Linked DNA regions of Mus musculus: regions 2, 3, 4 and 5 are each linked to region 1. Evidence: chromatin contacts called from public ChIA-PET, Hi-C and promoter capture Hi-C data. All regions are on one chromosome and are shown on one strand. The core of a region is the stretch at or near the end of the contact, and the rest is flanking DNA. Distances in the headings are between cores, read along the strand shown. Region 1 holds the start of Sox4 (SRY (sex determining region Y)-box 4). Region 2 holds the start of Mrs2 (MRS2 magnesium transporter). Region 3 overlaps Dcdc2a (doublecortin domain containing 2a). Region 4 has its middle 200 kb from the start of Gm34122. Region 5 has its middle 240 kb from the start of Gm11351.

Region 1 (5,093 bases), core at 1,381-3,880:
TAAAATGGTTTATCCCCTTTTCCTTAAAGGCCTTTTGTCCTTTGATGGCATATACTATTACAGTACACCTTAAAAGTCTGTTGGGTTTTCTGACATGCATCTAACAAGAAAAATCAGGGCAGGAATTACTTTTTTGATATGCTCTTTAAATTAAATATGTGCATTAAGCATGAGTGTAACTATGAGGGGTGATTTACACCACTGGAAATACCACCAATTACACCAACACTCATCTTTGCCAAATTATCCAACATTGTTGAATACAGATTGTACAAGGAATACATCTCCTTATTTTTGTCATAATAAAAATACTGATTTTGTAGACAATAGACCTTTTAGGATAACCCAGATGCCATTTTGATGGCATCTTAAGAAGGTACATCTGTGGGTATCAGAAAAAAAAACAAAAAAAAACAAAAAAAAAAACACATATGCCTTGCAAAACACTTTTCTTGGTGGAGGTTTTTTTCTTGAAGGAGTGCATACTATTTTAGGATTTCCTCCTCTGGGAATTAAAAAAGGGCTGTGATGGGTAGCAAATAGTCAAAAAAAAAAAAAATTACTTGCTTTTTACCCACAAAACATTCTTGCCTGCAGTTGATCTTAGAGACCCAGTCAGCTGTCTCCATAGGGTACTCTTTCCAGTAAATGTCTAATTCTTGACACCCTCGGCCTCCTTCCAGCCTAAATACTCTGAATGTGTGACAAGGTAAATGGAAATATACCACCCAGCACTACTGTGCTCTCAATCAAGAGCTGGCTCTAAGTTGGCCTCCTCTGTTACTAGCCTGAGGGAAATCAGTTTATCATCGTATTAAAGGTGAGTTTTCACTAGAGTCCCAATGCTCAGATCTTGGGAAAAGGGTGGTTTGTGTAACTAAGTTGTTCTATATTCTAAGTATTATCTGCATGTGTTCGCTCTTTGAGACAAGGACTTGGGTAGCTGGAGCTGTCCTGGAATTCTTTTTTTTTTTTTTTTTCCCTTGGTTTTTCGAGACAGGGTTTCTCTGTGTAGCCCTGGCTGTCCTGGAACTCACTTTGTAGACCAGGCTGGCCTCGAACTCAGAAATCCGCCTGCCTCTGCCTCCCAAGTGCTGGGACTACAGGCGTGCGCCACCACCGCCCAGCTTGTCCTGGAATTCTTAAGCATCAGCGGATGATCTTGAACTCCTGATCTTCCTGAAGGCACCTCCCAAGTACTGAGATAACAAACGGGGACCACCAAAGGGGCTTTCGATTACGTTTCACCACCGGTGACCACCTCCCACCTTAGTCTCTCGAACATCGTGCTGCTCTTACTAGAAGTGGCATTTGCATTAGGGAGAACTCGGAATGTGTGTTAGAATCCAGAGGGCTCAGGACACACATCCGTGGTTTATAATCACACACTCACCGGGCACTAACACAAGCCCTCTATAAAGCTCACAAGGTTCCCAAAGCACAGAAGAGGAGGACAATGAGACCCAGAAAGAAAGATCAGGAGAGGGACTTGAGATAGGTCCAGCAGCCCACTCCCCTGTGCCACCCCTTTCTCTTCTTGGTCTTTTAGGCCCAATTGCTTCAAGTAGCACAGACACACGGGAGACAATGGGTAAGAAAGAGAGGGGGAAGGAGAGCACATAGCGAACCCATCTATCCTTTGGATATTGTGGAAAACAAACATTTAGAAAGTGAAGTCAATCCCATCCTGTATTCACCATGATCGCCCTATACAGAAATCACACAAAGTCTCTTATTGAGGTAATTATGGGCCACTGCCTTAGCGTTCCACAGAAAATCTTGTTTGGCCTACCCAGGATTTATAGGGGAAGTGAAATCATTAAATAACTAGTTAACCTCTGTTTGGCAAAAAGAGTAAGTAATTACTGAAAAGGGGAGAAAGAAAAAAAAAAAAAAAACCCTGCCTTTCACAAACAGCACAGATAGCATCCTGAAGGGATTTACACAATACACCAACGTTTGTTCTGTACCCAGAGTTGTTAAAATAATTGTGATGACAGGTGTCTAGGTACCACTTTCTTAATGGTTTTCAATATCCATTGATTTATTATTGTGGCTCCCCCCACTTACATCTCTAGCTCTAAGAAGGGGCTAAGAAAAGAGATTTTGCACCAAAGGCTGATTCTTTATTCCTGGGCTGAAAAGAACTAATAAAAATAATCACTCGGCTTTTAAGCAGAAAGCTTCCATTTACAGTATTTCACCCTTACCCCCCCTCCAAGCCCCTTGTTATCTAACATAATGGCTAGAATACATTTCCGTCTCTCCCCTTAATAACTTCATGCATTAACATCCTCTTCACACATGCGCGTGCGTGCGCGCGCGCGCGCGCGCACACACACACACACACACACAGAGGCAAACGCGCGCGCACCCAGCAAAAGGCGGAGGTGGGGGGGAAAGAGGCAGCAGAAATCTCAGCTGTACTTCTAGCCCTTTTAAAAAGTTTGCTCTGTAAATTGGAATGAGGTCAGATTTGGAGCTTCTCATTGCACGCGGAGATTATTATTGCATCGGGTTCCAAGCCAATGGGAAGGACGGGGGAGGGGCTTGGCACGAGGAAGCGTTAGTTACAGCGGCTGATTGGCTGTCTGAGAAAGGATAAAGAAGCGCGAGGCGGAATTGGGGTCTGCTCTAAGCTGCAGCCAGAGAAACAGAGTGAGGGGAAGAGGGCCGTCTCCCTCCCGGTTTCCAGTTCTTGCACGCTGTTTCTTAGAGAGTCTGCAGTGGGGGAACTCTGCCGGTAACCAGCTCCCCTTCTTGCAGGAGGGAGGGAGAAACATACATTTATTCATGCCGGTCTGTTGCATGCAAGCTTCTTGGCTTCCTACCTTGCAACAAAATAATTGCACCAACTCCTCAGCGCCGATTCCGCCCACAGAGAGTCCCGGAGCCAGAGTCGCTTTGGCTTTGCACTGCAGGAAAGGGACTTAGGCGCTAGAGACGATGTCGCTTTCCTGAGCTACCGCGAGCTCTCGTGAACTGCAATCGACTGCTTCAGGGAAAGGGGTGGGGGAAAGACTTGCCCCGGAGGCGGCGAGAAACTTGCGTTTGGAAGATACTCCGGCTACCAACGTTTGGAGAAACTCCTCGCCGCGGCCGACTCCAGCCTCGGTGCCCGCAGGGAGCACTTCAGCGGTGAGGGAGGACGGAGGGCCTCGGGGACTCTAGGTTGGCGGCGGGAGGCGGCCGCCCCTGGCCCGCGCGCCGCTCAGGGGACCCTGGTCTCCGCCCCGGGGAGCCCGCAGGGCCCGGCGACCGCGCCGCGAGCGTGTGAGCGCGCGTGGGCGCCCGGCAAGCCGGGGCCATGGTACAACAGACCAACAACGCGGAGAACACTGAGGCTCTGCTGGCCGGGGAGAGCTCGGACTCGGGCGCCGGCCTGGAGCTGGGCATCGCGTCCTCCCCGACGCCTGGCTCCACCGCGTCGACGGGCGGCAAGGCGGACGACCCCAGCTGGTGCAAGACGCCCAGTGGCCACATCAAGCGGCCCATGAACGCCTTTATGGTGTGGTCGCAGATCGAGCGGCGCAAGATCATGGAGCAGTCGCCCGACATGCACAACGCCGAGATCTCCAAGCGGCTAGGCAAACGCTGGAAGCTGCTCAAGGACAGCGACAAGATTCCGTTCATCCAGGAGGCGGAGCGGCTGCGCCTCAAGCACATGGCTGACTACCCTGACTACAAGTACCGGCCGCGAAAGAAGGTGAAGTCGGGCAACGCGGGCGCGGGATCGGCGGCCACAGCCAAGCCAGGGGAGAAGGGCGACAAGGTCGCGGGCAGCAGCGGCCACGCGGGAAGCAGCCACGCGGGGGGTGGCGCGGGCGGCAGCTCCAAGCCCGCGCCCAAGAAGAGCTGTGGCCCCAAGGTGGCGGGCAGCTCGGTCGGCAAGCCCCACGCTAAGCTGGTCCCGGCGGGCGGCAGCAAGGCGGCTGCATCGTTCTCTCCAGAGCAAGCTGCCCTGCTGCCCCTGGGGGAGCCCACGGCCGTCTACAAGGTGCGGACTCCCAGTGCGGCCACTCCGGCCGCCTCCTCCTCGCCGTCCAGTGCGCTGGCCACCCCAGCCAAACACCCTGCCGACAAGAAAGTGAAGCGCGTCTACCTGTTTGGAAGCCTGGGCGCTTCGGCGTCTCCCGTCGGGGGCCTGGGAGCGAGCGCCGACCCCAGTGATCCACTGGGGTTGTACGAAGATGGAGGCCCGGGATGCTCGCCCGATGGCCGGAGTCTGAGCGGCCGCAGCAGCGCAGCATCATCGCCAGCCGCCAGCCGATCGCCCGCTGACCACCGCGGCTACGCCAGCCTACGCGCAGCCTCGCCCGCCCCGTCCAGCGCGCCCTCGCACGCGTCCTCCTCGCTCTCCTCGTCCTCTTCCTCCTCCTCGGGCTCTTCGTCGTCCGACGACGAGTTCGAAGACGACCTGCTCGACCTGAACCCCAGCTCAAACTTTGAGAGCATGTCCCTGGGCAGTTTCAGCTCCTCATCGGCGCTCGATCGGGACCTGGATTTTAACTTCGAACCCGGCTCAGGCTCCCACTTCGAATTCCCGGACTATTGCACGCCCGAGGTGAGCGAGATGATCTCGGGAGATTGGCTGGAGTCCAGCATCTCTAACCTGGTCTTCACCTACTGAAGGGAGCGCGGGCCGGGGAGAAGGTGGGCCAAGAGGCAGGAGAGGAGAGAGGGAAAAAAGAAAACAAAAAACAAACAAACAAAAAAACAAACAAAAAAATGTTAAAAAGAAGAAGAAAGAAAGAAACAGAAAAAAAATGAGTTAAAAAGAATAGATGGAGAGTAGAAGGAGAAAGGGGAAAAGAAAAGGAAGAAAAAGTGCATAGAGCTGGCCTGGAACACGTCCCGCCGTTGGAGAAGGAGCGCGGGGGCGTTAGTGGACCCGCGCTCCCATCCCCCACTCTCAGGGCTGGGGACTCGAAGGAGGCGGAGAGTAGACGGGGGCGACCTTTTTTTGTTGTTGTTATTGATGTTGGTGGTGGCTAAAAAAGCTACTTCGAGTTTCCTCCCCAATTTTGCTTGAAGAGACTCCCCCCCACCCCACCCTTCCAACGAGCTTCCGGACTTGGTTGCACCCCCAGCAA
Region 2 (5,093 bases), core at 1,868-4,367, 3.9 Mb after region 1:
AGTTTTGAAATTTTGATTCCCCCCCCCCACTTAGGGCTTTTTTCGTTTTATTGACCATGGATTCTTTTCTCATATCATACATCCTGGTTATAGTTATCTCTCCTGCCCCTCCCACTTCCTCCTCCTCCATGCTGTGACAAGAACAAGGCAGCCCTCACCAGAAACCAAACTGACAGAACCACCTTGCCTTGGACTTCCAGCCTCAAAAGTTTGGGGCTTAATAAACCTTTTTTTAATACATAAAGTTCTTAGGGTGGTGGAACCCCAGAGATAAGCAAGCTGAAAGAGCCAATAGCTCCTACTACTGCAGAAACCAACGAAAGGGAAACAGCTGCCCCAACAGGTCCCAAGAAGCCAGGTGTTGTCCACCTCTGAAAAGAGGGAAGCACCAGATGGGAGAAAGGCCAACCCTCTCAGAGGAGCCTTCAGTTCCAATGACGGCTGCCCTGAATGATGAAAGCTGAGAGGGCTTCCTGGTGGAAGACCTTCAAAACACTTTTATTTGTTCCTTAGAGCCTGAGTAGAAATGTCCTGTGGGGTGCATCATCGAACAAGAAAAGGACTGACAGCTGATAAAATAGTCTCTGTTTTCCAAGAGCTGGTCTTATTTACAGAGTTAAAAATATTCACAGGTCAGAGTAAAAGGAGGCCCAGAGGGGAGGGGAACGTTTCTCTAGGTATAAAAACCCTAGCAAGCCCCATGGAGGCAGGGACAGTGGGCATGGGAGCTACTGGACAGACTGAGGCCATGGGACAGGGCTGACTGTGGCCAGGGAAGTTAAGGGCAAAACGCTTCTCCAGCCAGCAGGGTTGGGCCTGGCTCTTGGCCTGCAGGCTCCATCATGGCTTTGATCCTGGCAGGTGCTCCAGGAATTGCATAGTGTTGCAGAAAGTGTGGCTGTCCCCAAGCCCTGGCCCATAGCCACCAGGCACCCGCTTCCTGCAATGCATGGCTCACATGTCAGGGTTATCAGGACGCTGATCATTAGGGCTGGGAGCTGGGATTGGGAACAAACCAAGAGGAGAAGCAGCAGATCTGAGCCCCCACAAAGGGTTGCCCTAGGAAAGCCTCAATGTGGCATAGAAAATGTTAACTTTATTTGGTCTGGAAGCTTTGCCCTCTGCCATAGTCAGTAGCTCATGACTCCTTTCTAAATAAAATTGTCCAGAACACTGGTGTTGACTCCAAATGTCCCAAACCAAAAGATCTCTTACATCTTTAATAAGCTTTTGCCAGGCAACCCAAAGAACTTAGAAGGAGAGGGATCTCCGAGCTTCGCAGCTTAGAGGAGGTGCAGGATAGGATGTGAGGCCCTAACCCTGGAAGCGGATCCTACCGGTCAACCCCACCTTGAGGCTTAAGCAGCGTAAAGTTCAATCCCACCTTGAGGTGTAGAGGGGACTAGTTAGGATACAAGGCAAGATGGATCCCCTCTGCAGGAGACCGATTGATTTTGTTTTTCGGATAAGGCTAGCCTGGACCTTACTATGTAGCCGAGGCTAGCCTTGACTCTAGTTGCTCAGCTTCCATTTCCCATGGGCTTAGGTTATAGCACATACCACTACACCCAGCTTGACGTTGGTTTGATTTTTTTTTTCAGATAGAATACTATAGTCATGGGTGGGTTTTTTTGTTTTTGTTTTTGTTTGTTTGTTTGTTGGTTTGTTTGTTGGTTGGTTGGTTTGGTTGGTTTTTCGTTTTGTCTTGTTGCAGTTAACCTGATGTGCTGTTTGTCCATTTTCTCCCTTAATTTGCAGTGGCTTTACCTTTTCTTTTAACAACTTCATGGTGGAGAAAAGTCCTAGATTTGGTGCTAATTCTAGGGCTGGATACAATGACCTAATATGTGCTTTACTGCTCAGACAGTTTTGAGTCCTGAGTAACAACGTGCCACATTGGCCTGACATGTCCAAGGTGTTCTGTTCAATGTCCTAACCCTGCTTTTAAAAACCTAAATAAAGCCGGGCATGGTTGGCGCACGCCTTTAATCCCAGCACTCGAGAGGCAGGGGCAGGCGGATTTCTGAGTTCAAGGCCAGCCTGGTCTACAGAGTGAGTTCCAGGACAGCCAGGGCTACACAGAGAAACCGTGTCTCGAAAAACAAAACAAAATAAAACAAAAAACCAATAAACATAAATTGGACTATTAACAAGACCATGTGTCTGAACAGCTGCCAGCACTTGCCCAATGTTTTTCAAAGGTCATGTCATGGTGCGGGGTAGGGGGCGGCGGCAATGAAGTGTTTTTTAAATAATTATTTTTCTTGAATGACTATTTCCTGGCACATGTTTTTCAAAGATTTAGCACATCAAAGTTCTAATGAAGTGAAACCTCTATCATGTCCTTTCTGTACATTCAAGGCTCGTCCTACTAGCAATGCTTAAAGTACTTCTAGCTCTCGGTGTCCAAGCCAAACATCCATGGTCTCTTCTGGAACTTTCCTTTTGTCCACAGCTTCCCACTGTTCTACTCAATCCTTAGTGCCCGGCAAGATAAATAGTCCAACATCCCCATAGCTCCATGTTCATATATCAGTGAAGAAAGTTCTGAAACTCAAGTCTGTCTTTAGTATTGTGATGTAAACAACAAGTCTATTGACAAATATTTATTTTCTCTGGGGGCGGGCTGAGGGGTGTGATTAACTAGACTGATATCAAGTAGTGCAGACTGGCCTTACACTCTAGTTAAGAATGACCTTGAACTCTGGAGGGATTGCAGCTATGCGCCAGCACACTGCTCGCTTGGGCTTTTCCTTGTTCTACAGCAAAAGCTTAACGCACTGTCCCTTCAAAGTGAGTTTTAAACACAGTAGCCTTAAATAAAACTTATTTGATTTACTAATAGTGGTAACTTCCTCATCTCCCAACTGTATATTTGTGCATACATAGATACATAGGGGACCTTTCCAGAAAGTAGAATCAATCCGCAGCTCCTCGAAACAATGGACACTTTCGGAGCTGAGCTGCTTTGGTCAGTCTACCTTCACACTTGCACGTCCTGGCTCTGTTACGGACGCAGACCGGGTCGGCAGTCACCAGACACCACGCCGGAGCATGCGTGGACGGCAGCGCGCAGGCGCGGGACGGCTCGCGCAGGCGCGGTGCGCGGTTGTCGCGGTGAGCCGGTTGACCCGAGTTCCGGCATGTCGGACCGGCGTCCTGGGGCGGCTTCCCGGTTGCCCGCGCGCCATGGAATGCCTGCGCTGCCTGCCCGGGCTGCTGCCCCGCGCCGCGCAGCCCCGGAGGGCCCTGTGGACGGCGGTCGCGCGCCTGAGCCTCGCTGCCTGCGGCGGCCGCGCGACCCCTTTGCGCTCCCGGAGCCCGAAAGCGTCGAGCACAGCCCGCGCTGCAGGTACGCGCGTCCCGCGGGGCCCCGGCGGCCTCTGTCCCGCCTGCCCTTGGCCCCGCCATCCTCACCGCCGCTCGGCCTTGCCGGGCTCACCCGGCCCTCAGTGCTCCGGCCAGCACTGCGAGGACTTGATTGCGGTTTCTTGCTTATTGGGACAGGGTCTCCTTGTGTTGCCCAGGCTGGCCGCCAATTGACAGCAGTCCGGTCTCATCCTTCTGAATGAAGCCGTTAGAAGCGTTAACCGCCTCATTGGCTACTTTCGTTTGTTTTGTTATTGTTTTAAAATTAGCATTTAAACGGCCTTCTCTGAGTTTGTATGTGGAGGTCAGATGACAGCTTGCTCGAATCAGTTGTCTTAACGCAGGGCTTGGCGGCATGCATTTTGCTGGCCATCTGCTCAGCCCAAAGTAAAGGGTTTATGACAGCACTTTTATACATACTTTTTCCTGAAACCCCCTCATCCTACTGGCCCTTTTACTTCCTTATGCTCCCTTCTATTTTCGTGTCCCAGAATTCTGTTAGGTGGGAGTTTTGTTTGTTTCGAGTCGTGGTCTCACAGTAATCCAAGCTGGCTTGAAACTCTGCTGTGGAGCCCAGACCAAAGTCGATGTTGGGCAGCAGGAAGCTACAATTAGCAAGGTTGGGGTGTTATTAATTCTGTTTATTATGTTACTTTCTTCTGGGCACATTGATACAGTTACATAGTTGCCTTGGAATAAAGTAGGGAATTCCTAGAACTGAGTTTGAATGTGAAGCCAGTGATGAGCATTAATTAACCCTTGGCGAAGTCTACTCTGCAAGTAGCCAGCCAAGGGAGCAAAAAACGCTGGGGGAAGACAGAGGAGTCTTTCTTTGCTGATGCTTTGGTGAAACCTGAGGACAGCGTTTTCCACAAATGTGACTGCACAGAAACAGTCCTGACAAGAGTGGTTTGGGCTACTACTCTTTTTTGAATTGTACTTAAATTTTTCCCATAATGAGCTGCTGTCAGTCAACACCCCCTTCCCCACACCCAGGTCTTTTGCCACAAGCTTTTTTCCTCCCTTGATAATACTTGGGAACCAAGTGGTCTGTAAGACCCAGGAACTTAACTTGTGACTCTTGTCCCTAGAGCTTACATGGTAGAAGGAGAGAATAGACTTCTGACTTCCACAGTACTCAAACACACCCAATAAACAAATGTAAGTGTTATTTTATTACTTTTGTACAGTGCTTTGGACAAAGCCCAGGGCCTTGTGCATTTTAGACAGGCACTGGTTGCCCCAGCCCCAACTGACCTTTCTAATCACAGAGCAAGGACAGACAGACCTCAGTTAACAAGTTGTATGAGTTTAGTACATGGAAGTGGTGGGTAAGAAGATGGATAGAATGATTAGCTGGAAGCCTAACCAAACAAGTGTCTTCTTAAGGCTCCATGGACTATTAGAGCTACAGTTTCCCCTCCAAGAAAATGGGTTAGCACGGGCCATTCATTCTCTCCTTTGTTCTCAGGTGATGTGCTCCGGTTTAGAACCTCGGATGCCTCTCAAGCCACTTTAGCCAGCGTGGCCCAGGTGTTTGCTGTGGTGAGTACGCAGCGTCCAATCACTTGCCAGTTCACAGGGTTGGAGTCAGAGGAGGTATTTGCCTCTGTGCTGTGTTTGGCCAGTGACCCAAGCTCCTGAGAGATTGGTCTAGAGGAAGTCTTGAAGCTTTGCTGATGACTGGGGTTCTGGCTATACGGAACAGGCTCTTCCAATGACAG
Region 3 (5,093 bases), core at 1,419-3,918, 3.8 Mb after region 1:
ATCACTACAGTTATCCAGAGACGAGCCGTGCAGTTCTCAGCCCTTAGCAGGTACCTGATGAAAAGTAGCTGATATTTAATGCGTACCACAAATGGGTGTGGTCTTCAGAGCTGCTCTTACTGTTATGGAGAGGTTGCCACTGGTGATTATCATTCCACACCCTCACTGGCTTCGTGCAATGTTCAGATTAAAGCCATCTAACATACAGAAGAGGCTCTGACACCGACCCTAGCACACGGTGCCCACTGTGGAACAAACGCAACTGAGGATCCCAGCACTGCGTGGAACAGGGCAGAGGGAAGCACCGAGGAGCCTCTGTCACCGGCTGCTTCTCCTCCAGGTCCTTCAGTCTCCTGGTGCTTTTCTTGCCCATTTTGAGTTTGTCTCTCACTCCCCAGGCTGCATTTTTCTCAGCTATCTCCACATGTCCAATAAGAAACCAGACACTGAGATGCAAGGCTGATCCAATGACATAGGAGATCCATCCTCCCTCCCCATGCCCCTCTCTCCAAAGCACACAACACCTAGGCAAACAGATGCCCCTCACATTGCTTGAGAAGAGGTTTTGACTTTAGAATATAAATTAGTCTTAGCTTTGACAACTAATAAATTTTGTGCATACATGATTACTCTTCTTTGTCCGAAAATATAATATTTAATTATGGTTTCACACAAGACTTAAAACTGTGTTTTCTCCCAGGGGGAAAAAAACTACAACTGGGGTTTATGAAAAATTATTAGTGAGAGCAAATCCTAGAAAATAAATTGGATTTTTGAAATCTGTGAAGTTTAGCACAACAGGATTTTCACTGGGAAGAATGCATGCAGGAAGTATGGGAGAATAGTCAGAAGTCAGCCTCACTGCCACCCTGATAAGACAAACACGCGTGGGAAGATCGCTCGTGGACCTGCCTGATTGTGAAATTTGCTTTTAGAAAAGGAAATAGCACACAATAGTCACAGGACACATGGCAATTCCTAGTGACTTCTACCTTTCTCCAGAGTCTCACACTGAACCCCAGTCCTCAAGTTATAATTGTAATGATCATATTAAAAAGTGCAACAGGGAGTATTTTATTAATTTATTTCTTTTGGACACAGGTATCAATTTTTTTTAAGTTCTCCAAGCTATTTCAATATGGAGCCAGGCTTGATATAGCAAAGCAATGTAATGTATACACTGATGGTACCAGGTACAATAGTTTGGTTAGACGGCTGCTGCCTTATTTATAATCTCCTTTAGAATACAAGTGGACTCCTATGTGTGAACTCATTTTGGTACATACAGTGGGGCTTTCAAAGGTTCACTGTATTATTAATATGAACTCTGCAAGATCTTTCAGTGTAAAAAATAAAAAAGTGAAGGGAAGAGAACTATGCTGTAATTCATATAATTCAAATTTAATAAGGAATTACTATAAATAAAAAAATGCATGGTAGGGTCTAGGGAGTTGGCTCAGTGGGTAAGAGCGTGCTAAGCAAGCATGAGGACGTCAGATGCCCAGAACCCACATGAAAGGCTAAGCAGGGCACACATCTTTGACCCAGTGCTGAGAAGGCAGGGACGGGTGGATCCTCAGGGCTTGCCAGCCAGCTGTCTAAGCAAACTAGTGAACTCCAGGTTTGCTGAGAAACCCTGTCTCAAAAGTAAGACAGAAAACAACTGAAGAAGACTCTCAGTGTCTACCTCTGACCTACACACACACACACACACACACACACACACACACACACACAAGGGGGGCTTGGGCATATGAGCACACATAAGCACACGGATAACTGGCTTACTTCTTGAAGTTAGCCAGAATTAACATGTCTTAATTTCTTCTGTTAGCATACCTTCCTGTAACACAAATAAGTCCACTGTCCCCCTGGCCTAGGAAAGGACATTACTACACACATAGAAAACATTTGAGTTCTATTTATGTGAGCAGTTCCTTTACAAAAGAAGAAGAGAAATCTAACCACAAAAAATATTGAAGACCCTGAAGGAGAGACTATCATGGCATTTTTAAAACACGTTTTCTTTTAGAAAATGACTTTTTCCTAAGATTAAAATTCCCAGCCAGTGCTTCGTTTTTAAATCGGACTTTGTGAGCTTGTGGCTCACATCCAGCTCCCTCTGTTTTGTCCTGCTTATTAAGAACATACCACTTCCACATTGAAGAGAGGCAGGTGGGTATTTTCTGGAGGAGTACCAAGAAGAACTTGGTATACCTCAGAAGTCATTTGACCTCTTGGCGCCTGAGTGTAGGGGGTCGGGGCCGGAGGGGGTAACAAGGCCATCACTGCTGGGTTCTGTGAATGTTTAGAGGCAGGAAGATTACCTGGTCCACTGGAACCTCAACCTGGGTGTCTTCATCTTCTTGAACTTCTGCTGCCCCCCTTGTTTCAGATCTCTCTGCTCCAGCTTTGAAAATGCCTTCACCTGTGGAGACAAACTCATATGAAAAAAAAAAAAACAAAATCCAATCGTGACATCGTGTGGCTGAAAGCTGACATTACAGTAAAATACCTAAAGAGGGATATGTAGATTTCAGTTCCTCTTAAAGATCCTGGGCCCCGATCATTATGCTTTAACTGAGAGGAGGTCCTGTGGCCAGAGGAAGGAGAGCAGAGCTCTGCTGGAATGGCTGCCTGCTCACACACTGCTGCTGACTGGTGCCGCCAGTCGCCAGAGATGGAAAAGCCTCCTGGCTGGACCCCAGTCCCCTCCTACCCAGCAATCAGTGACAACGTTCCCTGTGTTACAATACATTTAAGAGTTTCCATTTCCCTGGAGATTGCTATGCATTCAATATAATGTAGGCAAGCGATTCTCTTTATTGAGGGGAGGGAATCGTGTTTTTATTGCAACAGGCTCATGCACACAGTGGACTTTCTGCGGAAAATCAGCGTGCTCTAGCTTTGCAGATTTCTACAGGATTTTTCACAACCTGTGGCTTTAAGCTCTGACAACAGAAGAGACCTAAGCCCCTAGGGATTTAAGCTAAGCTCCTGTAACTTGCTTCCCTTTGCAAAGCAGCAATCTCTGTTGAAGAACTTTTAATGTCTCCCCTCGGGGGGCCTTCCCTTCTCCAGTCCCAGTAATCAAATCCTAGAGCCATCTGTCATTCTGTCTGTCTACTTGCTTCCAGACAGATTTAGTGCTTCAGCCACCCTCACAGATGTCTTCTTTGCCTAATTTTTAAGGCTCCCCAAGGATGGAAATGTTACCTCCTTTACGCTACTCCAGTGTTTGATTATCCCTGCAGCCTAGAAACTGATCCTGTCTTCTGTAACAAAGGCATGATTGTTAGAAAAATTACTTAATGCATGCCACATGACACCACACATTGCTAAAGGTCCAAGGTCAATCTTAACTATATGCAAAATGTATGTTTACATTTGTTGAGGAATAACCATACATAAGACACCAACACTGTAGTGTAAGACATGAATGAGACTTAGTTCCTAGACTGGGATGTAGGTCAGTGCACTCACGCTGTAGAGCACTCACACTGATGTAATCTGCTCCCTGTGGCTGCTTACAGCCCAACAAAGTGAGAGACACTGAACAGTGCAAAGTTGCTCAGAGGTCAGGGGTCTCATAGGTAAGAGGGCAGCAGCTGAACTGTTTCCTCTGGCATTAGGGAAGAGGGCTGGAGTGGAGTGAAATGTCTACCAGGCTCAACTGAAACCAAAACCAGTAGCAGAGGGAAGAGCCCACTGGGATGCTAATTCATTCTCATTATAAATGTTACTAAGGTGGTGGTGCTATACATTCTTAGGGAACATGCATTTCTTAAAAGTAGTGTTGTTATTCGTCTTGCTATAACATGTATACAGTTTGGGAAAGTTAGACGATGAAGGAAATAAATCCCTTCCGATACCTCATGGTCCAGAGACAGCAATTGCCAACATTTTCCAACACCCTCCTCCTCTTACTCCCCTTTTTCTTCCTTGTCTTCTCCTCTCTCCTCTCTCTCTCTCCCTCTCAAACAAATAAAACTTGAAATGTATAAGTCACTAAGTACTTTAAAATTATATCATGAGCACTTATCAAGACATTAAGTGTTCCTTGAAAACATTAAAAGTATGGCGAGACTGTGCCATAATTGCTAATGCAGATCGGATCTTGAAACAGATAGGAGACATTGTAAGAAGTTGATTGATGTCTAACTGCATTGAGATTAGTAAAGAAACGCCACTCTGGAATTAGGAAGCAGATTGTAGAGGTTCAGCCCCTGGTAGAGGAGGACCCACAGGCAAGTGCTATCTCCCTCTCTGTGTACACAGCAGAAGCAAATATCTCGCTTCTGATTCTTGTTTTCTAAGAGTAAGCCTAGAGCACTGTACACAGTAAGTTCACAGTGAGCATTTATTGAAAGTAAGGCGAAAAGCAAGCTCCAGGCTTACTCTTCTTCTCACATGTCAATCCCTTCCTGTTGATGCCCCCTCCTCACGTGCCGCTGCTCCAGACACTTTGTGGGTGTTTTGTTCCTTTCCACACTGTTCTCTCCGAGCACAGGATGCAACTGTACCATCTCCCTCTGCAGTATCTAATTGGATTCCCCTCCTGCCTCCTGGTTAAGGAAATCTCACCTTGCTATCTCCCTTCCCACCCCATCTCTTACCATCTAGTTAATCATGCCTGCAGGACTATCCTGTATCTTTGGCCCTCATCTTATGTATCTCTCCTACTGGACCATCCTGTATCCTTGGCCCCCATCTTATGTATTTCTCCTACTGGACCATCCTGTATCCTTGGCCCCCATCTTATGTATCTCTCCTACTGGACCATCCTGTATCCTTGGCCCTCATCTTATGTATCTCTCCTACTGGACCATCCTGTATCCTTGGCCCTCATCTTATGTATCTCTCCTACTTTGCACTCCATTGACAGAGCCTCCCCTACATCTGCCAAAGCTTCATCTCCTGTCCTAGACGATGTACATCAGTAGGGTGTGCCTGGATTGTTTCATAGCCTACATCACCATGTCCACTTCATGTTCTCTCTCTTGTCCATACAGAAGTCCTGGTATCATCTAACCCTCAGTTCAAATCACATCCAATGTTAATACTCTATAAAGATCACTTCCAGTGCCACTCCT
Region 4 (5,093 bases), core at 1,754-4,253, 3.4 Mb after region 1:
CAGTAGCAAAAGCTCCTTTCAGTTTAATACACTCTTCTAAGAGGCAAGTTTTGTGGTGGACCTAATTTGTTGGCCCTTTGTCAGTAAGTCATCTACATACAGCAACTCGGTCCCAGAAACTTCTTCCAGGAAAAGTAAAGATCAAACCAGTTTTGCTATTGTACTCTTTATTAAAAATCACCATCACCAACAAAAGATATAGTCCCTTTTAAAACTTCTCTGTGTATCCCAATCTAGGATTTCTTTCTAGACCGAAAGTGTGTTTCTTCCCCTCTCCTTTTGATACAAAGGAACACTGTCATACAGGTTTATATTGATTTATTGATTCCCTCTGCCCAGCAGTGGGGTTAGATTTCCACCCAACTCACCTAGGTTTCATCTTCCCACATGCACAAATACAGCAAAACACAGTCCATAGCAGACCACAACAGTGGATTTCCCCGGTAACAAGAGTCACATGCTGCTCTCAAATCCTGAAAATATGAGATGGGAGAGAAAAGAAATACAGCATCAGCTATGGAGTGAAAGATGTTTACTCTGTGAAAGAGATGCCATGTAAGGATGGGATGTGCCTATTGATCAATTCCCAACAAAGTACAGTATAGGGACCATGTGTTTTAGAAAAAATTAGTATTTTAGATATATTCCTATGTTTTAATATAGACTAGGAAAGAGACTCCAAAGAGGGTTCTTTTTCATTCTTATTGTTGTTACTTTTTTCTTTGTTTTATGGAAAATAGTCACGTATGCCATTTAGAATAAAAATGTATTGTATAGAGCTTTACAGTATTTTAGAGGCAGAAGGAAGCAACCAGGAACCATTTCCTAAGCAGCTCTCAGTAGATGGTCTCCTACATGACAGGCCTCTTCCAGCTGTTGAAACTGTAGCAGATGGTATAGTAGTCAAGATCTCAGAGTTCATGGAGCTACAATTCAGGGCACTTCATGCTCCAGTAGGAAGATAGGCAAAAGTGAGAGGAGGAAGGGAAGGGAGAGGGGAGGGAGAGAGCTAGCAAAAGAAAGAGGGAGAAAAAGAGGGACAATGTTAATTTTAGGTAGTGGCCTGAGCCTGGTAGACAATAACCTTTACTGCTATGTTGAAGGATGCTGAAACATAGTCACATGACAGTGGCAATACTGTAAGCCTACACCCAAAGGAAATGGATTATCCAGAAATTAACTCCCAGAAACAACTATGCAAATTAGGTAGCCTAGAGGGTGTAGAACAACATGGTCACTGACTATGCTCCTTCAGTTATGGTCTCCTGACTTTGCATAGTTACTCACACACTACTGTTCACAGTGAAGCCAGGAGTGTGAAAACAGTGTCTTATCTATTTCAGTCTGCTATTGAAACATGTCTTGAAAAAAGTCCAAAGAGAGGGCTGTCTTTCCACTCTTCAGCAATGCTGTCCTGTTTGAAGAGAGATGCCCCATGTATACAGAAGAGGGAGTTTGAGTCCTGAATCCCATTACCAGGTATAACAAGATGAAAGCCAGTGCTGAACAGGACCCCCACTTACCCCAAACCCCAGGGACAGTGCTCTAAACTGATCCATTGAAGTCACATTAGAATAGTGCCTGCCTGGTTCTACCACCTAACTGGCCTTCAACCTTAGGCAGCAGAATGAGGGGAAAGACTGTCTTACTGGGTACAAAACATAAAAATGAACACAAGACTGCATCATGCATTCAGTACTATGAGAACTCCACACTAGGAAATAGCCAAAGGGCATTGACTATTACCACACAGAGGGAGCCTCCATACCTACGTAAACATCACACAGGTACCTATTTACAATGGGAGAAACTGTATTGCCAGTCTGTGACATAGAATATGGTAGAGTAAGGTCTGGGATACTTTACACAAAGGCTGAAAGATTAGTATGTAAGAGAAGTAAGTTGACAGTGAAGAAGGTTAAGAAATACCCTGTGAGTATCAGAATGTAAAGTGTGGCTGATTATCATACCAACACCCACACTCCAGAGTAGACACTTAAGGTGTTACTTGCTCCTGGATTCTGCCACAGCTCTGCATCTCTGCTCCATTCCTCATTTAGAGCAAAAAAGAACCTGGTACCTGTAGTGGATGGATTCCCCCACCTTTATCCAAACCAGTAACCCTCGGAATGGAGATGGAGGAACAATCCTCACATTCCATAGCTATGCATAGCTGTGGGACTCAGGTGTGATAGGGCCTTTGCAATGCTCAGTAGCCAAAAAGAGAAAAAAAGGCTCTTGACCAATTCCCCAACTGTACTTAGCAAAGATAACCCCAGGCCAGTGCACAAAGGCAGAGACTTTAGTCTTTCCTATTCCAGGCAAAGAACTGTGTCCCAGCGAGACAATCTCATGTTTAGGCCCATGGTGTACACCTAGTGCCCCTCGACGATCATGTAGTTCCTTGCTGGTATGAGACTCAGACACAATCCAGTTTAATGCCCACCCCGCCGATGGGTGACGACCACAGCATTACCCAGCACACCATGAAGCAGGTCTCCATTCACTGGTAGGACGTAGCAGGGTGCTGAGCCTTAGAACACAATGCTGGAGTGGTAAATTCTAGCACTGGGCGGATCACAGAAGTCTCCATTCCCAACCAATATCCTCCCACAAAGCCTCTAGAGTAGCATCGGCATTAGTGGGAGATACATGTGGTCTTAGTCCATTTGACTTTTGTTAGCCTGTTGTTGACTGCAGTTGTCCCTGGCCATGAAACCACCTTAGCAACAGGAAGCTCACAGCAATGTGATCCTTGCTCTGTCCTCAGAGCTTGTCTCAGAGAGCAATGGGCTCAATGTGTGATGTAGTATTGGTGAACAGAGGAATAACATAGGAAGCTGCAGATGGTCCCTCATTCATGAGCCAGTTGGAAACACACGGCTGACTATATGGGCTTGTTACTACAGATGAACCTCTGGGAGAGGAAGGCACTACCCTTTTATGCTATTTCCCCAACTCTTGTTGAACAAGAGCAACTTCGGGTTTATGAGAAACCTAGACTTTGATTGCCCTCTAGTGGTGAAACAGTGGCAGCACACCAAGAGTAGACAATGACCTTGGACTTGGGCACCACTCTGCTGAAACAATGAAAAGTGCCCCTGAGTTTCTAGAAAGGGGGAGAGAGGAATAGGGGAAAGAGCCTGCTTAGAATTTCTGGGAAGATGAGCACAAACAAAATCAAATTATGAAATCTAAAATTACATGTAGATACCTCCAATGCCCAGGCAATGCTGTACAGTCAAGAGATTTCACGAAAGTGTGACCTCATTGGAAAGTCAAAATAAGTTACCAGAAGCCGCAAAGTCACCACCAATGTGAGTTAACACTTGAATTGAGACTTTAAATGCTGCTGTAAAGAGGACTCGGTGAACTTGAAGAAAATAACTCAGAAACTGAACAGAGGGATCAAAGACATCTAAATAAATAAATTTTAAAAACAGATCTTTAAGCTAAAAAAAAAATGAGAAGGCACTAGCACAATAGATGAAACAGGATGGGAAAAGTCGAGGACTAAATGGTGTGCTGTTCGAAGATGCATGGTGGGGTTGCAGAACAAAAATGGATGAAGAAACCCTACAGGATCATCAGTGCAGCATGAGAAGAGCAGACACTGGGCACTGGCCCTCAACAGGGACAGCAAGGAGAAAGCTAACAGAATCTTCCCAAACTCAGAGATGAATACAAACACTCATGTGTGGGATGATTAAAAGTTACAAATCATATTCCGCTCAGCTGAGTCTGCTCCAAGACATAATCAATCTTTCAAAGTTAAATGGCAAAGAGAAGAGTCTCAAGGATACAGAAGAGGAGAAATAACATATGGAGGAGGCTCAATTCCACTGACAATGTCCTTCTGAGCAGGAAACATCGGGGCTTGGAGAGAGAGGCATGTGATTTTTATAGCACTAAAAAGAACAAACTATCAATTAAGAATGGTGCATCCAGAAAAGCTATTCTTTAAAAATATAGGACAGGTAAAGACATGGCCAAACAAGAGTTGGGAGAATATAAGCCTGTTATATAAGAAACACTATATAATAACTGTTATATAAGAAACACTATATAATAACTGTTATATAAGAAACACTATATAATAACTGTTATATAAGAAACACTATATAATAACTGTTATATAAGAAGCACTATATAATAACTGTTATATAAGAAACACTATATAATAACTGTTATATAAGAAACACTATATAATAACTGTTATATAAGAAACACTATATAATAACTGTTATATAAGAAACACTATATAATAACTGTTATATAAGAAACACTATATAATAACTGTTATATAAGAAACACTATATAATAACTGTTATATAAGAAGCACTATATAATAACTGTTATATAAGTGCTGGAAGGAATTTTACACCTGAAGAATCCATTAATGAACAACAAACAAACAAACAAACAAAACATTTGGAAATATAAAACTGTTAGGCAAGAGTAATTATATAAGAAAGTTGAGAATGTCCTATCATATCTTTAGAATGGAGAGTAAACAACAAAGACATCAATAACTGTTTAAATTATATTAATACGTTAAGATGTTGTTGCCACAGAAAAAATACAAAATAGAACAAAGAAACCATTGCTTGCTTACTTGCTCCTAATAATTGTAGTAGGTTGCTATTGTTTAAAAAGATATCCTGTTACCCACGTGTCATGATAAGCCTAATGCAGCAGTGGTAGTTTGCTATTAGACTATCTTCTAGTAATGTCAGAAGCTATACCCATAAAGTTTCACCAAGATGAATCCTTAAACATGAACCTAAACATGAGCCAAGCATGGAAAACAACAATAGACACAAAAAAGTTCACAGAGAAAAGACCACAAGGCCTCAACTCTACAAAAAGAACTGTAGGCAACCAAGAGAAATGGAGAATAGGAAAATCTTTTTTTTCTAATGGAAAAGCACACCAATTGTTTATCCGATATCAAATGTTCCATGCTGAAAATATATATGCAAGTAACATTACAAAGACTGAACAGGTTATATATAATCATAACCCTCAAAACAAAAGATAAATCTAAAATAAATAAATACAGTCAGTTAAAAATGCATGGTGCAGCATACTTT
Region 5 (5,093 bases), core at 1,685-4,184, 3.2 Mb after region 1:
GAGATATTAAACATGTTAAGATGTTAAGAAGCAGCCAGGCCTTAGAATATCTCCCCAGACAATATGAACTAAGCAGTACCCCGGAGCTCTTGTCTCTAGCTGCATATGTATCAAAAGATGGCCTAGTCGGCCATCACTGCAAAGAGAGGCCCATTGGACTTGCAAACTTTATATGCCCCAGTACAGGGGAATGCCAGGGCCAAAAAGGGGGAGTGGGTGGGTAGGGGAGTGGGGGTGGGTGGGTATGGGGGACTTTTGGTATAGCATTGGAAATGTAAATGAGCTAAATACCTAATAAAAAATGGAAAAAATATAATAAATAAATATATACACTAAAAAAAAAAAGAATATCTCCCCAGCCTCCCTTCTCCACCCCCAGCTCACAGTGGAGTGAGGAGGAATGTGCCTGATGTTTGAGACACTCATTTCAAACATCGTTCAAGGCCCAAACCAATAACTGTTCACCAGGTGTGCACTGCTCTACCTGTACCACATCCAAGAATACCCTGCATAATCTCTGACTGCCTTGAGTTCTTAGGAAGTAGGAAAAGAAGTTCTGAGCTGAAAAGCCCAAGCCTTACTTGGGGGACAAGTCTCTGCAGAACATCTCTCTGCTTTTCCCTTAATGAAATGCCAGAGAACATTTCTCTCCCACACTACTTCCATGTCCTTGATCATCCTATTAATTCCATAAAAACACAAAATCACATATGATTTCTAGTAAACCCAAGAACTACTTCTCTCTCTCTCTCTCTCTCTCTCTCTCTCTCTCTCTCTCTGTGTGTGTGTGTGTGTGTGTGTGTGTGTGTGTGTGTTTATACATGCTTTCATGCATAAATGCACAAGCACACTGACCGTATCTCAGGACTTACGTGTAAAGAATCAGCCCTATCAAGCATTTTATTAGTGTTTGCACATTTGCTGCAGAGCCACCATGAAGGCCTCAGTGTCTGCAGCAGCTCCAGCAATTAGCTCTGAATGAAACAGTCATAAATAGTAATTAGCCATTCCCTCAGTCATGTCCCAAAGCCTTTAAAAAAAATCCACAGAGAAATCAATGCATTCTTTTCTAAAGACCTGTTACAGCCACACCTCCCACTCGCTATCACCAGATGCAGAGAGCTGCAACAGCAGGATGCTGCTGTTCAAAGCTGTGTGTGTGCATTCTTGCCATGGGACCAGGCAGAGCAGATAGCCAATGGGGCACAGAGTGTGGTGCTTGGTTGAAAACCATTTCCTGAGCAAGGAAGATGAGGACTTCAGGAACTGGATTACTCAACAAAACAACATCTGATTTTCTATTTAGCTCTTTCCCTTCAAACATCAGTGAACTCTCCGCTTTTAAAATATCTAGAAATCGCACACTACTTCTTCAGGTGTTGTGTAGGAGCATCCTACAAGGTCTCTTGTTGACTAAACTTCATTTCACTTCTTAGCAGATTGGAATATGAAGTCTCATGTAGATAGGGAGTATGGCATAGTCAGAGTTAAGCCTTTTCACCTGGAACATAGTGGTTTTCCGGAGTGCTGAATAGTCCAATGCTGCCTGAGTCACAGCTGCAGGGGTTCAAGTGACCTCATGTGCTTATCTGGTTTATTCCCTTGGCTTTGGCCTCATCTCCTTTATTCTACTCCAGGAGGACTTATGTACACAAAAGACTGAGCTCACCCATTGTCTACCAACCACCTAAACTCAGGCCTGATCATAGGACACTTGGAGTGTTTCTAGAAATATGATCCATGTCGTACCCAGGCAAAGATTGACAGTTTCTTCTGTTTATTGAGTATTCTAGCATCCCCTAGATGTAGGCACTAGAAATGTAAACCTAATTATGTCTTGAATCATTTCGCTCACCCTATACCTTTTATGTCCTAGCTAGCTAGGTTGCTGTATGCATTATTTCTTCAGCTACATATGGATGTGGATACACATGCATACACATGTCTGGAAAACCAAAAAAAAAAAAAAAAAAAAAACAGAAGCCCTACTTTCTAGATGTCCTTATGAAATTTTCATTTCACATCGTGAATAAAGCACCTGAACTGCATTAAATAGCCAGTCAAATCATGGCGACGATGGCATTGCTGGATGCTGTGTGGAAGCTTTGCTCCTCCTGAAGTCTTGGAGATAAGCTGCCGCTCGACCCTGGGCCAGTATCTGACACAGGAGAACGGAAATGTTACGAATGTTTTTTTTTCTCTTTACTAGAGCTTTCTCAGACACCCCATCTTCAAGGTCGGCGGGGGGGGGGTCTCCACTTCTCTGCCTAGTTCTCATTTCTGCGAGCATCTATACCTTAGAGTGCGCACTGTTTATCCAGCAGCGGCCCAATGTTCCTTCCCTCATCTGCTGTCTCTGTTTCTATCTTTTCTATTAAAACAGACAATTTTCCTCTAGCTCTTTTTCCACCCTTCAGGGAAATATTCAGACACTAAATAAACTCTCGGCTAAAGGGCAAGAAGCCGCTACCGCGATTCAGGTTCAACTGGAAATGAGACGGAGCCAGACCCTGAGTCCAGATTTGTAATGTGATAACAAGAATGCAAGGTACTGTATTTAAATGTAGGGAAACACACTGTGAGCAGAAAGACAGCAGAATCATACAAGAAATGCAGAATTTGGAGACTTGAACAGCAGTTTCAGGTCTGCTTAGATCATACTTAACCCCCCCCCCCTCCCCTGGTGATGAAGGAAGCCTTCAAGGGCTCAGGGGCCGAGGAAGGTGAGCACTGTATACTTATCTACATGCTAGATTTCACCCTGGCTTGTCTGTGTCTGTGACTCTATTCTTCTTAAAGACAAGTGTGCCAAGTGACAGTCATTGAAAACCTCCCCCTGGACACCATTATTCTCCTGAGCATGGATGATCAAATTATGCAGGGAAGGAAGGTGAATCTAGTTTGGGCAGGAAAAAAAAAAGAGAGTTTTCAAACACAGCCTCATCAGTGGGTCTCTACTGCCCTCCTCAGAGGGAACTACAGCAGTGGGGCTCTGGGCAGAAGAGTGTGAGGAGAAAGAGGTCTCTCCTGCAGCTACCCTACCAGAAGGAGATTTTCCCAGGGAAAGCAACCTCTGTGTGGATTGAACTGCATGTTTCCAAGCTTGAAGTATACTTCTGTGAGTTAAGAACATTCATTTGAAAAGGAATCAAATAATACCCATAAGTACTCAGGCCACTATTAACAAAGTAACTGCCATGCCTTAGAGCAAAGTAACAGCCAGTCTGCTTATGTCTTTATGAAAGCCTATTGCTCACCTCTAGGTGAGATAACCATTTCACTACCTGGCCAGCCAGTGCTTACTTTGTTTTTGTTGTTGTTGTTTCCTTGGTTGTGTTTAAAAAAAAAAAAAGCCACTCTGCTTTCTCTTGCTTTATAAGTTGCTAAAGGGACTGCTAATGGGATACTGTGGAACATAGCCCAGGCTCCTTCTGAAGCTCCCACTCCACAGCAGCAGGACAGACAGGACCTTACCTGCACTGTGTCTCCCCCCACCTCCATCCCCATCCCTCCCCCCACCCCTACCCCCATAACCGACCCCCCCCCCCCAAGCATTTCACTCTGACCTCACCTCTTGGTACAAAGATCAATCACTCATACAATCCCACCTCAAAATCATCCTTGATGAGACATCCCCTGCCCTTCTGGTCAAATTCCATCCATAGTGATATTACATAGGCCATCACCCATGAAGTTTAGAAACAAACGTCTACTCTCCTACTCCACTCCAGGAACTGGGCAGAAATGAGAGTATGGAACAGAAAAGCAAAATGCCAATGGGGAAGAGGAGCTGAGACAGCCTTCTAGATGTTTCTGCCGTGATTAAAAAGAAGAAAGAGTTCTGTCAGAGTTTAGTGGAAGAAACAGGGACAGAAAAAGCATGTTTAAAGGGATTTTTTTTCTACAAGAAAAACAAAAGTAAAGAGAAAGAAATTCAAGGCAACCTATGTCAAGTAATATGAGAAGATAAGAAAATTTTAATGTATTGTAACAAGCTGCTCACTGGGAAACAAAAGTTATATAAAACATATCAAAATTTTTAAAATCAAGTATATAATCAAAAATTATATACAACCTTATTTCCTAAGAAAGTGATTTTTCTTAACATTTTAATTGTATTAATATATAGCTAGACAAATATACTTTTAGAGATGTAATAATTAGCCAAGCTGAAAAATGACTGCCTCCGAGAAGACAAATGTTAAATTTGCTGTTGTTTGTGCCTTGAGTCAAGACTGTTGAAAGCCCCTGGATGTAGTAACATGACTTAGCCACAGCATCAGGAGACTGAGGCAGGAGGATATTGAGTTGGAAACTACTTAGTATGACATTGTCTAGGAGGATGAAAATAACAAGAAAAGAGGAGAAAAAAAGAGAAGGAAGAGGAATAGCTTAGTTAGGGTTTCACTGCAATGAAAAAACACTATGACCAAGGCAACACTTATAAAAAACAAAACAAAAGAAAACATTTAATTGGGGCTCACTTATAGTTTCAGAGGTTCAGTCCATTATCGTGGCAGGAAGAATGTCAGTGTGTAGGAAGACACGGTGCTGAAGGAACGGAGAGTTGTGTTTCTTGATCTAAGACAACCAGGAGAAGACTCTAAAGCCAGAGTCACATAACCAAAGCTTTCAAGTTCTGCTCCTTTTTGGGCCTGGAACTTAGGCTCTTGTCCTAACTCCATCTTCCTCAGTTTTCTGTTTTCAATGCTTGCCTTCACTCCCTAAGCTTGTCTGTCCTGAAACTAGCTGTGTAGACCAACTATGGATTCAGATACCTCGATGCCTCTATCTACTAAGTCCTGGGATTAATGGTATACACCACCCATCACCATGCTGGGACCTAAGCTGTTCTTTACTTGGAACATTCTCTGTAACAGGCTGGCTTTGAGCTCAAAGATCTGCTTGCCTCCATCTCTTTAGATTAAAGTCGGTTAACACCATGCATAGACACTGTGCCTCAAGATCTGGATCAAAAGCCTGTGTCTTCCAGCCTCAAGATCTGGATCACAGATGCACCTTCCATTTCTGGATTGTATAGTCATTCCAAATATAGTCAAGTTGACAACTGAGAATAGCCATCACAAGGAGAA

What was found. Promoter capture Hi-C pulls out the DNA fragments that hold promoters and counts their contacts. A called contact is a pair of places that touch in the nucleus more often than the background predicts. ChIA-PET counts read pairs in DNA pulled down with a chosen protein or histone mark.
Region 2: a promoter capture Hi-C map of pre-B cells shows a contact between it and region 1, with 3 times the contacts expected there. The contact joins the promoter of Mrs2 here to the promoter of Sox4 in region 1. A contact is called at or near these places in 2 of 39 promoter capture datasets (hippocampal neurons and pre-B cells).
Region 3: a contact with region 1 is called in a Hi-C map of cortical neurons, with 5 times the contacts expected there. The contact joins the enhancer-like site here to the promoter of Sox4 in region 1. A contact is called at or near these places in 2 of 39 promoter capture datasets (frontonasal cranial neural crest and hippocampal neurons), 6 of 484 Hi-C or Micro-C datasets (the N1E-115 cell line, cerebellum, cerebral cortex and 2 more) and 2 of 115 datasets of contacts at active chromatin or transcription factors (embryonic forebrain and forebrain).
Region 4: a contact with region 1 is called in a Hi-C map of stem cell-derived neural stem cells, with 3 times the contacts expected there. The contact joins the enhancer-like site here to the promoter of Sox4 in region 1. A contact is called at or near these places in 6 of 39 promoter capture datasets (the 3T3-L1 cell line, 3T3-L1-derived adipocytes, cranial neural crest and 2 more), 24 of 484 Hi-C or Micro-C datasets (B cells, adipose-derived mesenchymal stem cells, cardiomyocytes and 13 more) and 7 of 115 datasets of contacts at active chromatin or transcription factors (the NIH/3T3 cell line, astrocytes, embryonic forebrain and 4 more).
Region 5: a contact with region 1 is called in an RNA polymerase II ChIA-PET map of neural stem cells, with 5 times the contacts expected there. The contact joins the enhancer-like site here to the promoter of Sox4 in region 1. A contact is called at or near these places in 2 of 39 promoter capture datasets (cranial neural crest and hippocampal neurons), 4 of 484 Hi-C or Micro-C datasets (cerebral cortex, stem cell-derived neural stem cells and uterus) and 5 of 115 datasets of contacts at active chromatin or transcription factors (differentiating embryonic stem cells, embryonic forebrain, embryonic midbrain and 2 more).

Annotation. Positions count from the first base shown.
Region 1 is chr13:28,951,236-28,956,328 of GRCm38.p6, reverse strand. It overlaps Sox4 (SRY (sex determining region Y)-box 4), which reads left to right and starts at 2,630. Exons shown (of 1, transcript NM_009238.3): 1 at 2,630-5,093. The coding sequence starts at 3,308. The coding sequence ends at 4,630. All of the region lies in intron 1 of Gm46405 (a long non-coding RNA gene), which reads left to right.
Region 2 is chr13:25,018,341-25,023,433 of GRCm38.p6, reverse strand. Mrs2 (MRS2 magnesium transporter) reads left to right here and starts at 3,117. Exons shown (of 11, transcript NM_001013389.2): 1 at 3,117-3,352; 2 at 4,841-4,914. The coding sequence starts at 3,190.
Region 3 is chr13:25,185,011-25,190,103 of GRCm38.p6, reverse strand. It overlaps Dcdc2a (doublecortin domain containing 2a), which reads right to left. Exons shown (of 10, transcript NM_177577.3): 8 at 2,328-2,428. Among named protein-coding and RNA genes, the nearest start is that of Nrsn1, 82 kb to the left of the region's middle. Within about 2 kb of position 2,668, at least 44 of the 459 cell types and tissues checked have an H3K27ac peak or open chromatin away from gene starts, as enhancers often do. A contact at or near this core is called in cortical neurons, forebrain and hippocampal neurons, where this site is marked.
Region 4 is chr13:25,560,786-25,565,878 of GRCm38.p6, reverse strand. No RefSeq gene overlaps it. Among named protein-coding and RNA genes, the nearest start is that of Gm34122, 200 kb to the right of the region's middle. Within about 2 kb of position 3,003, at least 11 of the 459 cell types and tissues checked have an H3K27ac peak or open chromatin away from gene starts, as enhancers often do. A contact at or near this core is called in stem cell-derived neural stem cells, where this site is marked.
Region 5 is chr13:25,725,567-25,730,659 of GRCm38.p6, reverse strand. No RefSeq gene overlaps it. Among named protein-coding and RNA genes, the nearest start is that of Gm11351, 240 kb to the left of the region's middle. Within about 2 kb of position 2,934, at least 17 of the 459 cell types and tissues checked have an H3K27ac peak or open chromatin away from gene starts, as enhancers often do. A contact at or near this core is called in neural stem cells, where this site is marked.